Regions from separate parts of the Danio rerio genome. Here region 1 is linked to region 2. The links are chromatin contacts, called in public Hi-C maps. All regions are on one chromosome and are shown on one strand. The core of a region is the stretch at or near the end of the contact, and the rest is flanking DNA. Distances in the headings are between cores, read along the strand shown. Region 1 holds the start of pkn2b (protein kinase N2b). Region 2 overlaps pkn2b (protein kinase N2b).

What was found. A called contact is a pair of places that touch in the nucleus more often than the background predicts.
Region 1: a Hi-C map of an unstated tissue shows a contact between it and region 2, with 3 times the contacts expected there. The contact joins the promoter of pkn2b here to the enhancer-like site in region 2. A contact is called at or near these places in 2 of 18 Hi-C or Micro-C datasets (caudal fin and an unstated tissue) and 1 of 4 datasets of contacts at active chromatin or transcription factors (caudal fin).

What each region holds. Positions count from the first base shown.
Region 1 is chr6:27,861,912-27,864,853 of GRCz12tu, reverse strand. It overlaps pkn2b (protein kinase N2b), which reads left to right and starts at 1,651. Exons shown (of 22, transcript NM_001290179.1): 1 at 1,651-2,047. The coding sequence starts at 2,027. It also overlaps a transcript of kyat3.2 not described here.
Region 2 is chr6:27,823,607-27,826,306 of GRCz12tu, reverse strand. It overlaps pkn2b (protein kinase N2b), which reads left to right. Exons shown (of 22, transcript NM_001290179.1): 4 at 2,199-2,322. It also overlaps a transcript of kyat3.2 not described here. Among named protein-coding and RNA genes, the nearest start is that of pkn2b, 38 kb to the left of the region's middle. Within about 2 kb of position 1,251, at least 14 of the 62 cell types and tissues checked have an H3K27ac peak or open chromatin away from gene starts, as enhancers often do.

The DNA of each region.
Region 1 (2,942 bases), core at 402-2,901, 38 kb before region 2:
ATTATAATAATTAATGAAGCATTATTATATTATATTAACTGTAATATATTATTAAAGTTAATATTATAATTATAATTAAAATAATTATAATAATTAATGAAGCATTACTATATTACATTATATTAATTGCAATATTATTATTAATATTATTATTTAAATTAATATTAAAATAATAATTAATCATTATAATAATTAATGAAGCATTATTATATTATATCAAATTATATTAATTATATTAATTATATTATATTATATTATATTATATTATATTATATTATATTATATTATATTATATTATATTATATTATCATGCTCTCATTCTCATACTCATTCATTAAGTTTCTTTTTGGCTTAGTCTCATTATTAATCTGGTGTCGCCACAGCGGAATGAACCGCCAACTTATACAGCATATGTTTTACGCAGCAGATGCCCTTCCAGCTGCAACCCATCACTAGGAAACATCCATACACACTCATTCACACACATACACTATGGACAATTTACTCCATCCAATTCACCTATTGCGCATGTCTTGTGGGGGAAAGTGGAGCACCCAGAGAAAACCCACGTGCACACAGGGAGAACATGCAAACTCCACACAAAAACACCAACTGACCCAGCTAGGTCTAGAGTCAGCGCCCTTCTTGCTGTGAGGCGAACGTGCTACCCACTGCATCACCGTGCAGCCTGAAAAAATATTAACTATATATTATTGTTATTCATTCATCTTCTTGTCGGCTTAGTCCCTTTATTAATCCAGGGTCGCCACAGCAGAATGAACAGCAATACCTACTGCGCCACTATTATTATTATTATTGTATTTATTTGTTTATTTTATTTATTTGGCAACCTATTTTGGTTTCCATGTGAAATTAAAATGTCAAAAACAAATTTTATACATGAAGAAATTTTAAATACATATGTAACTAATTTAAAGTTTTAAAAAAACCTGGAACTAAAATGTCAAAATTGCATGCAATAACATGAACCGTCATTTTAATGCAAAATATTCATATAAAAATAAATAGCATTCTTATTCTGACCTCTACATATTAAAATATTTAGAAGCGTACAAATTAAGTTATTATAATTTAAAAAGTAAATAATAATAATAATAATAATAATAATAATAATAAATTGAATTAAAATATGACAAAATTTACAATCAATAAAAGTAAAACATTAAACACTATTTGTGGGCTGCACTGTGACTGTTAAATAGAGTCTTTTAATTTAACTTTTTTTTTTTTTTTTTAGTTTTTTAAAGCCTGATAAAAATGTACAAATATTTAAATAAAAATAAATAAATAAAATAATAATTTATGGGTCTTCTCTAAATCACGTTTTTACATTTCATCTTTGACACAAATCTTGGTTAACTAAACACCCATTCATTCTGACAGGTTGAAGCTTACAAGGAAAAAAGAAAAAAAAAACTGAGCCCCACCTCAGTACTGTGAAAAAAATAATCAACAAATGTGTAATTACCGTTTGATGTGTTTTTATAATTATCCAGCGTTACGCGGTGATGTAATCTGATACAACGCTCTAGTAAATATACAAGAATGATTTAAACTCTATATTTGGCAGTGAACATGGACACTCATGGGAAAATGCTTGCATAGAGTTTCTGATCACATGACTGGAAGTGTAGGATTTGACTCCAGCTGGGAGAGCAGAGGAGAGGAGCGTGTTCAACAATACACGCATTCAAAACAGCCGCATTTCCACGTCCCTCTGCGTGGATCTGTCACGGAAAACCATCGCACTGATTTCTTGAAACTTTTCGAGCTTTTACACAACTGCGTTCCTATATATCAAACAAGGATATTTCGGCAGCGTCATGGGAATTGGAAAGTTTACCGGCTGCGCTGTGGAATAGCAGTAGTCGTGGATCCGATGTGTTTTCTTCAGTCTCAGGAAGATATACGTGCTAACTTGGAGAGGAGCGGAGAGGTTTAACTTCTTACTGACATTCCTCCTTTTTGCTCCCTTGAGTTTGATTCAAAGTTATTAAGAGGCAAGATGGCGGCCGATTCCGTGCAGGTGAGACTTGTTTTATCTAATGTTTACTAACCGCGCGCTTCGACACCATCAACACACTTTAATCGCGACTTCTATGTTTTCGTCTGGACACCACTTTAAAATGTCAACATTTGACTTAAGGATTGGCGTAGTGACTTTTAACTGTGTCTGAAAGGGTTAAATGTGGCCTAGAAATATTGACACAGAAACCAACTGTTGCTTCAATCCCAGTCCATAGCTAAACTATTAAGTTATACATGAAACGTGATCGAATTTATACGAAGAAAGGCAGTCGTGCAATGTTTGTGCTTGTTCGCATAGCTCTTGTAACTGGTGCAGTCATGATGTTACTTTGTTTCCTCAACTGCATATTTACTGTATTTAATGCTATGCGGATCGTTTGAAAGCTTAAAGTGCTTTCCTTCGTGCAAACTTGAACTAATAAAATCAATTTGTTCACTCATAATTGTAGAAATTAAACATTAAACGAATATATATATTTGGCTAAACACGAAATACATGTAGCAGAACCTCTCTTTTGCGTGTGTGGTGAGGGGAAAATCTGGAGTAAAATCTATTATTAGTAACATATCCTGAACGATTCCACCCTGGCAACTCCCTGAAACACTTGTATGAAGCAATGTCAGTATTTGTTTGCCTGCTTTTCCTTTCGTGTAAAATGACGATGAACTTGACGTAATTTACAAATGACTAACTTTACGCGTCAAAAAGCCAGCACTGAACAATGTGTAGCTAATTTTTATTTATTTATTTATTTATTTATTTATTTATTTATTTATTTATTTATTTATTTATTTATTTTTTGGTTTCTTGGGAATGAACCATCAGGAGAAACAATGTTTTTGCAAATTGAAGGTCAGACATGTAAATGGATATTTTGTCTTATGTAAGGGTT
Region 2 (2,700 bases), core at 2-2,501:
TATTAACCTATTGTTATTAGTAGTGGTATTTGTCAGTTGAGACAGTGGACGTGGTTTCAGCGATTCTAGCCAGCGGACACGCCCACATAGTCAGAGAGTTGAGATTTCTGCCTTTTTTACTAAGATTTTGCTAACTACTTTGAGTTACTCTACTTTTTTAGCATTCAAATGTGACTGGATGGTTTGTTGATACATTTTAAACTCAGAACTGTTAAGCTTTAAAACTTAAAATAAACTTTTTTAATAAGATTGAATTAATACCTACTTTTTAAACTCTGTATTTCTTAAAAACTGATGTTTCAAACACTCAAAGAGGTCAAAAGGTAAATCTGTTTTCTGAAGATGTGATTACTTTAGAAGACAATTAAACTAGTGACATAACCATTGAATATGGTCACAGAAGCTCAAACATGTTTGCTTGATGTTGATTTCATGTGTTAAGCTAATTTGGTTAAATTATCTATGTTTACTGATCAAGATTTATATGTGAATTAAAGCCGAAATTAGTGGAGTTTTGGAGGTGTCATAATTTTGAGCATCTGTTCTGATTCTGTGCATTTTAAAATATACAGAATGGTGTTTATCTTAATTAGTGGTTCAATAAATGAGAGGCCAATATCAAAAAAGTAAAAATGTAATAAATATAAAATAGGTTCAGCAAATGGGCCTTTATTGTTGTTAACTAATTAGTTATATATGGCTTTTCTGTGATAAATGTAAAGTTTAAATTTTATTGACTTTTTTCTGTGGTTCAAACACTGATTGTGCAATTATGAGATGTGATACACTTGTTGTACTGTTTGTTTTAACAGGTAATGGTCATTCAATCCATAGTAAATCGTTTTTTTAAGTCAGTGAACTCTGACACTGACACTTAATAGATACGGAAATGTTATTGCATAGTAGCTTTCTTTGTCAAAATGTTGACAAGATTGGTTACCATTGATTGTTTTTATTTTAATTTTTTTTTTTGTGTGACAACAAATTGTTCATTATAAGTCTGCTCACAAAACATTTTAGTGATATATGGGCTTGGAGGTCATCTTTTAAAGAGTTGTCTTATGGGTTTGGAATGGCATGAGGTTGAGTAAATAATGACAGAAATTTCATTTTAAAGTAAACAAAATTATGTGAGTGCATTTTTGTCCGGTCAGTCAAGAATTGACTGTTTTATTCAAGCGTCGAGTCCTGCATGCAGGTTCCCAGCTGCTTCAGACATCCGGAGGAAAGGCCTCTAAGGTAACGTCAGCCTCTAATGGTAGCTTACAGGAAGTTCAGTCCTTAGAGACTCCTGGGCTGCTCTCTCTGGATCTGAATGCTGAATGACAAGCAAACATTCCTTCACACTTCTAACCAGCGGCAAGGAGGAAAGAAAAGTATGTGGTCATAGAACATGAATTTTGCATCCTTTAATAACTTTAAATAAATAAAATGTATACAATTAATCGGGTTAGTTTACCCTAAATTGAAAATACTGTCATTTACTCACCTTTACGTCATTGCAAATCCACAAGACTTTCTTTCATCTTCAGTACACAGCAGGTCATTTTAATCACTTACTTGGAGATTCCTGTCTTTCATTTGAAAATCTTTTTACCCAAAAACTCTGACAATATTGATAAATGAATGAAAAGTGTGAATCACATGGTTTAATCCAAACCTTCTGGAAATACACTGACATTTTTTTTATGATGAACAGAAGCTCGGTGAATCAAAAATGAATCTTATTGGCTCTCAGGAATCAAGTACTTTGAACAATTGCTTGCTAATCATTTTCTACAGGAACAAAATAATTATAAAAAGTTAATATGCTGAAAATGTGTTTATCATTTTAGGTCATTATGTTGTGAGAAGACTTCAACAACATAGAATTCAAGAATTCAACACATTTGTTTTTGAACATTTTAAAGCATCAGAATTTTGTGATATATTTTTTATCTTCATTCATGACTATCTACATGTATACAATATCTTCAATTGTTAAATGGCATGGAGCTCTTATTAACTGACTACTCAGAATACAACATTTTTGTTTAATGAATAATTTTAGACTAGATATAGTTTATATTCCCTTTTTATACATGTTTGATGGTTTATGGTCTATGGATTTGCACTTAAAAACACTTTGTTATAAAGATCTTTTTTTCTGAACCCTCTGACCCTGTTGTTGTTTTCCTTCTGTTTATCTTCATTTGTAGGACCGCAAACTCCTTGCAGCAGCTCAGCAGATGCTTCAGGACAGCAAGACAAAGATAGAGTTCATTCGAATGCAGATCCTCAAAGCCAGCCAGACCAGCGAGATAAACTACGAGAACAATGATGGTATGTGGTCTAGCTGATTTTCTCTTTAATTACAGCTAAATGCTTTGCACTGTATTGTTGTATATAAAAACTCATTCACTGGACTATATTGAACTAAAATGAGCGAATACAGAAAGTGATAAAATATAAGTGCTGTGAGATCAGTCTGCTGCAGACACTTTTTTTTTCTGTTGAACAATATAATTACTAATCTGTAATATATATTTTTGGCTTTATGTATTGAATATTTCACTTGTCATACGTATTGTATTATTTGATTACCAAGTGAAAAAAAGAACACCTGCTTGTCATGTTAAGACTACTTCTACACTAATTCAGGAACATTTGAAAGTTGTGATCTGGGTGCAAACTTAATTTTTAATCATTTCCCGAAAGTTG